2 separate regions of the Mus musculus genome follow, and region 1 is linked to region 2. Evidence: chromatin contacts called from public HiCAR-type data. All regions are on one chromosome and are shown on one strand. The core of a region is the stretch at or near the end of the contact, and the rest is flanking DNA. Distances in the headings are between cores, read along the strand shown.

Evidence for each region. HiCAR-type assays count read pairs that join an accessible place to other places.
Region 1: a contact with region 2 is called in a HiCAR-type map of astrocytes, with 3 times the contacts expected there. The contact joins the promoter of Sh3yl1 here to the enhancer-like site in region 2. A contact is called at or near these places in 5 of 39 promoter capture datasets (embryonic stem cells, hippocampal neurons, liver and 1 more), 2 of 484 Hi-C or Micro-C datasets (cerebellar granule neurons and uterus), 9 of 115 datasets of contacts at active chromatin or transcription factors (astrocytes, craniofacial prominence, embryonic forebrain and 4 more) and 1 of 9 other capture datasets (embryonic stem cells).

Annotation. Positions count from the first base shown.
Region 1 is chr12:30,909,991-30,912,938 of GRCm38.p6, forward strand. It overlaps Sh3yl1 (Sh3 domain YSC-like 1), which reads left to right and starts at 1,679. Exons shown (of 10, transcript NM_013709.5): 1 at 1,679-2,237. The coding sequence starts at 2,237. Acp1 (acid phosphatase 1, soluble) reads right to left here and starts at 1,622. Exons shown (of 6, transcript NM_021330.4): 1 at 1,500-1,622. The coding sequence starts at 1,542.
Region 2 is chr12:30,035,522-30,038,221 of GRCm38.p6, forward strand. No RefSeq gene overlaps it. Among named protein-coding and RNA genes, the nearest start is that of Gm15691, 23 kb to the right of the region's middle. Within about 2 kb of position 1,345, at least 68 of the 459 cell types and tissues checked have an H3K27ac peak or open chromatin away from gene starts, as enhancers often do. A contact at or near this core is called in astrocytes and embryonic forebrain, where this site is marked.

The DNA.
Region 1 (2,948 bases), core at 429-2,928, 870 kb after region 2:
AGCATTAAGGTTCCCAGTAAAGTTAACCATACCATCAAGGCATAGGACAGCAACAGTTTCTTAAGGGCAGTCCCCACAGGTGGGTGGGAAAGATAAAGCGAGGTAGACAGAAAGTCTTGGCAGACTTCTAGCCTAAAGAGGAGTGTCACTCTGTAGGAAAAGCAGAGGACAAAAGACAAATAGCTGGACTGTTGACAATTTAACCCTTGCCCCTCAGGGTGGAGTCAAGGAGGCAAGAACTCTGAAAAAAGAAAGAATTGCATATTATGTAAAGGAGAATCAAGGTTGAAATTCTGTGTTAGAAGGTACTTAAAAGATTATTCATTTAAAAACAAACTGTTTTTCACATGGCATGAGTAATTGTCCTAGGGACTGAAAACCAAGGTTTCAGAGAGACCTAAAGAAAAGAGACTGGCTGAGAACCATAGCAACTGTGACCCAAGGATGACATCAAACAAACCTGTCACAGAATGGTCTTCCTGTAACCTAGGCTCACGTTGGCACAATGGGGAACAGGGGTGGGGGTGGGGGTTTCCGGCAAGAACTCCAGCTGTTCTAATAGAAGGGGCCAGCTTAGAGAGTCACACTACAGATATGAAGCCACCTGGGCCAGTTAGCAGGTGAGAGGGTTCAAAGGAAGAAAAGCAAGTTAGGTGACGGACAAGAGCATGAGGGAATAACAGGGATGATGATTAATCGTCATCGAGACCTTAACTGATTAGAAAAAGACAACTCTCAGGACGTCGGTGATGGCTTATCCCCCGAGGATGTGATCATAAGGGCACTGACCTAGTCAATGGTTTAACCCAGTAGATTCAAAATATGAGGAAATGACTGGAGGTAATGAAAGATACAAGTGTGGCTGAGCAGAAGAAAATACATCCCGATGCGTGCTCTTGGGGCTAACGCTTGTCTTGCTCTCTACTCTCCCCTTCTGTGATTCCCGTCCACAGGAGCAAATAGTCCCTGACTCATGCTCTGGCCACCTTGAAGGACCATGATGCCTTGCCTCACCACAAGCCCAGAATCTACAACCATTCAAAAGGGGCCTGAACCTCTGAAACTGAGTCAAAACAAATCTGTTCTCCCTAAAGTTGTTTTGGTTGGATATTTTTCAGCACAGAGATTTGGAAGTAACTGCCAAAGCAGATGATGGGCGACTCTCAGACTTAAAAGAGGAGGAGCAAGTGAGAGGGGTCTACGGGCTTGAGAGAGAGAACTCGCACAAAGATTTGTGGTTGAAGGGCACTCGGAAGGGTGACATGGGCTTTGGAAGGGCATAATCTGGGACAAAAATTACACAGATCTCGGGCTCAGAGGAGTACCAGATGATGGGGGATGCATATGAAAAAGGCAGACAAACGAGTATGTGCTCAGACGCGGGCCCAGCCAAGGCCTTCTGATCTGCTTCCTCCGCCCAGCGCTCTTGTTCGGAAGCCTAACAGGGAGAGCACTTCAGGGTCCCAAAGAAAAAGACCCTTAAGTCGGCGAGTCCTTACCGAGACACACGAACAGCACTGACTTGGACCCAACCTCTGCCATGTTTCGGTGCAGACCCTGGCGCCCAGAAACCGCGTCGGGACGAGGCGCATGCGCACTGCCAGGGTTCTGACCGTGGACATGCGCAGTCCGCCGCCCCACGTTCGTACGCGGCCAGAGGCGGGGCCAGAAGTCGCCTAGAGGGCGGGGCTTAGGCGTTCGGGTTGGCAGCCCGGGCTAGCGTTCACTCTGAGCTCTGCCCAGGTCGCACGTCTAAGGAGTGAGGGCGGGGTGAACGCGGGGCGACCCCCAGAGCAGCTTGGGTGGCACGGTGTTGAGCAGGGAGGATTAGGATGTGCCAGGGCAGCCAATGAACTCAAGGATAGCGGCTTGCAGAGCCTCCTAGGGTGGCTCCTCCGATCGGAGCTACCCGCCCTTCCAAGCTAAGTTACCCCTTTGGACCACCGACCCCAGGCCGGGCCACGGTACTTAGCAGTGGGTTTCCCCGATTAAGAAGAGGGGGTGATTTACAAGGCTTCAAAGGAATGAGGCGGGTGGACGCAGATGAGCTACGTTCTGAGCAAGGGTATAGGACCAGTGATCGCTTTGGCAAAAACAGGGCATACACCTATTCCCTTACCTGGGTCAGGTGTGCGCCCGCTGGGCGGGTCCCGTCAGGGAGGCGGACCAAGGAGAACGCTTTCCTCTTCCTGGACTGGAGTGAGGAGCTCGGGTACCGAGAGGAGCGGCAGGCACCAGTGAGTAAGGGTCTGAGCGGCTGGGGCGTGTCGGCACCGCGGCAACTCTTCCTCTTGCGATGGGCGTTGTGAAAGAGGAGAGAAAACAGTCAAGTCCCTGGGTTTGTCTGGGCGCATCCACCAAGATCATACTGCACGGATCCTTTTGTAAATCCTCAGAACTCAAGATTAGTTTTCTACACTCCTGGCTAAAGGTTTTGGTTGATTGTTAACCACAGTCGTTCCGCTTCATTGCAGAAAAAAAATTTTTTTTCCTCCAGCATTTCCAGTTTTGAAGACAGACTTTCATTTTGTTATTTTTCCCCTAATATCTGATGTTTTACCATCTTCTGGTTTCAAATTGTTTTGAGAATTGGCATCCTGTGTACTTGACACAGATGAAGGAGGTGCAGATTGGGGGTTGTGTAGGGCCTTTGTGGGAATGTGATCTCTGGGAAAGGATAGTCCCTAGGGGAGGGGCTCACATGCGTTTGGGACTTCCAGAGGTAGAGGTGTCAGGACTTTGACACAGTGTCTTTGGTTCTGCGATACTTTACAAAGGGGTGGTGTGGAGGGTAATTTGATTGCTGCATCTCTAGTATATAGTGCCTGTATGGTTTTTTTTGTTTGGTTTGGTTATTGTTTTGTTTTGTTTGTTTTGTTTTCTTTTAGTGCTCTGAACAATAGGAATAGGTAACAATAGGAAGCAGGTTTCTCCCCTGGCAAAATGTG
Region 2 (2,700 bases), core at 95-2,594:
ACAGACAGGCAGCTCAAACAACACAGATGTTTTCTCACCATTGAAGGCCAAAGTTAGAGATGAAGATGCTGGCAGCTTCCTGTCTCCTGAGACTCCCTCACTGGCCTGTGAAGGGCATCTTTTCCAGTGTTTTCACGTGATGGTCCCTCTGTATTTTTCTGTGTCCTGACCTCTCTGTAAGGACCCCAGTTGCCTGGATACCAGAGTGACTTCCTTTCAACATAATCACCACTATAAACTCCTACTTCCAAGGACAGTTACACTCTTGGGTGCTGGGTCTGAGATCCCAACTTATGCATTCAGGGCACACTACAGACCTTAAAGATGTACAAGGCTGGAGTAGAGGATGCCAGCCACAGACTGAGTTTGCTTGTCTGTACCTGGAGCAAGAGAAGAGTGCTTTACCTAGAGCAGAGCTCAGGCAACTTTGCCCAGCTGCTCACCAGCCCAGCCTCTGGTCCCAGCTACCCTCCTTACCCCACTACCCACCATGACCCAGTCATGCTTCCCTGCCTTAGCCTCCCTGTTGGCCTATTGTCTCCCTGGCTTAGCATCATTTGTACCAGCTGGCCTCACATGCTGACAGCCAGCTCCAGCTGGGGTCTGCAGTCTTTCTCTGCTGTTCACAGGAAGAATTAGACAAGGATAATAGACTTTGCTTTCCTCAGTTTCCCTACCTGTATCTTTGGGTATGAACAAGGTGATCTAGATTTCCATGTGGGTATACCCAAGTGTCTCTGGCCACAAAGGAACAGTTCAGGGACTTCAGTGACTATCAGCCAGGTTGATGACAGAATGCATGTCCCAGGGACTCATGGATGCCAGGGAGAACATGGTCCCTGATTCATCCTATAACCAGCTGGAGCCTCTGTGGCTTGGGAAGAAACCAGATTGTCTCTTGGGAAATGAGATCTTGCTTGGACCTAGAGTTAGACTTGATCCTCCTGCTGTGTAGAAATGGACATTCCTGTGAGAAACTCCCTGTGCACAGTGACCTAGCCTTGACCTGAGGGCAGAGAAATGCAGTCTTTATTAGTCCAGTGTGTGTGCATTTGTGTGTGTGTGTGTGTGTGTGTGTGTGTATGTGTACATGCACATGAGTATGTGTCTCTCTGTGCTTGTATACAGTGCATGGGGGTACACGGGGGAGTCCTCTTTGGACAGAAAATGCATCTTTAGAGAATGACTCATTGATTTGGGATAACCTCAACACCCGCCTTCTCAGTACAGTGTCCACAAAGGCCACGAAGCGTGGGAAATGTGTAGCTAGGCAGCTTAGGGTGGCCTGGCAGGGCAGCCAGAGCAAAGAGCCAGGGAGGCCCCTGCTCTCTCAAAGCCTATTTCCAACAAAAGACTTTTGTTTTTCTCTCCAAGCCCCTGTGAGCCATGTGGGACTAGAGGGCCAAAGTCTCTGCTGTGGTACTTTCCAGGGAGAGGTGCCAAAGAAGGCTGAGACACTGTGGTCACAGCTGTCCCACAGATGAAGTGGGTACCCCTGAACAATGGGGTGGTAAGCATGGAGGCTGGGTATTAATGAGGCTCCCAGCTAATTTGGGAGGACCTAGCATCCTTTCAGAATATCCTGGTGGAGTTAAGTGAGGCGCTTAGTGAAATGCCTGGCCCAACTAAGGCAGGGAGGCAGAAAAGGCGCTCACACATGCCAGTGGCCTGCCTTTACTTTCCAGGGGAGTCTGTATTCTTGGCTTCCTGTAGTAACCTGGAGCTTTATTTGCCCAGTAGGCAGGATCTGGGGCCAGGGAGGGTTGGCCTTGTTCCATGTCTCTGCAGGGACAAGGCCTGGGATGGTGTCTTCCTAAAACTGATACCTCCTTGAAATGTCAAAAGAGACACTTTAAAGTTTAGGTTCAACTGAAGTGAACAGCTCTGGGCTGCGTTCTGCACCAAACCTTGAAGACGGTAATGGTTTGCCTAGAGGAGAGTGTTTCTCATCATGGGGTTTTCCTTTATGGTCATTCTCTACATGTTTTGATGTCCAGGGACCCCTCTGCCTGTCCCTGAAGCATAGCTTTCCTATGGAGCTTGGCATGGTGGAGACCCTGGGAGATGGGGAGGAGAAATGGCATGATGAGCTGTCTGTCCTGCTGCTCTGCAGATGGACTGTCCTCCTGATAGCTACTCAGCTACTTGGCCTCTCCACAAACACCTCAGTGGAAAGCCTGGTCCTGGGAGGACTGTGCTAATCCATTCCGCGGTTAGCAGAAGAAACTCGAAAAGCCATGTTCATATTGACTCAAATGTGAGGTGTGTTGTTTACTTGAAGGTTTGGAATGTGGTTCCTGGTGGTGTGCTGGTGAACCTCGATTTATGAGGAAAGCTCCCATGGCCATAACTGAATGCTAATAGCTTCTTAGACACAGCTCTGGGCTGTGCGGAGCTCACCCACCAAGGACACTCAGGCTGGCAGCCTCATGGTTTTCTCCACTAGACTTGCTGTTATTGCACAGCTGTACCAGCCTGGCACTCTTTCTGTTGACATTCAGGCTCCTACTAGTGGGAGTGGCCATGCCCAGACCACCAGAGGTCTGCTGAAGTCAAGAGCTGCTGGAAGCTCTGTAAAGCAAGGGCCAGAGTTCCAGAAGAGAAACACTTTTCCAATGTTTACCCAAATCCCCAAGATTACATGGAATGTGGGGGCTAGCCTATCCATGGGGGAGGGTCCAAGCCCCAGCTCAGGGCCAG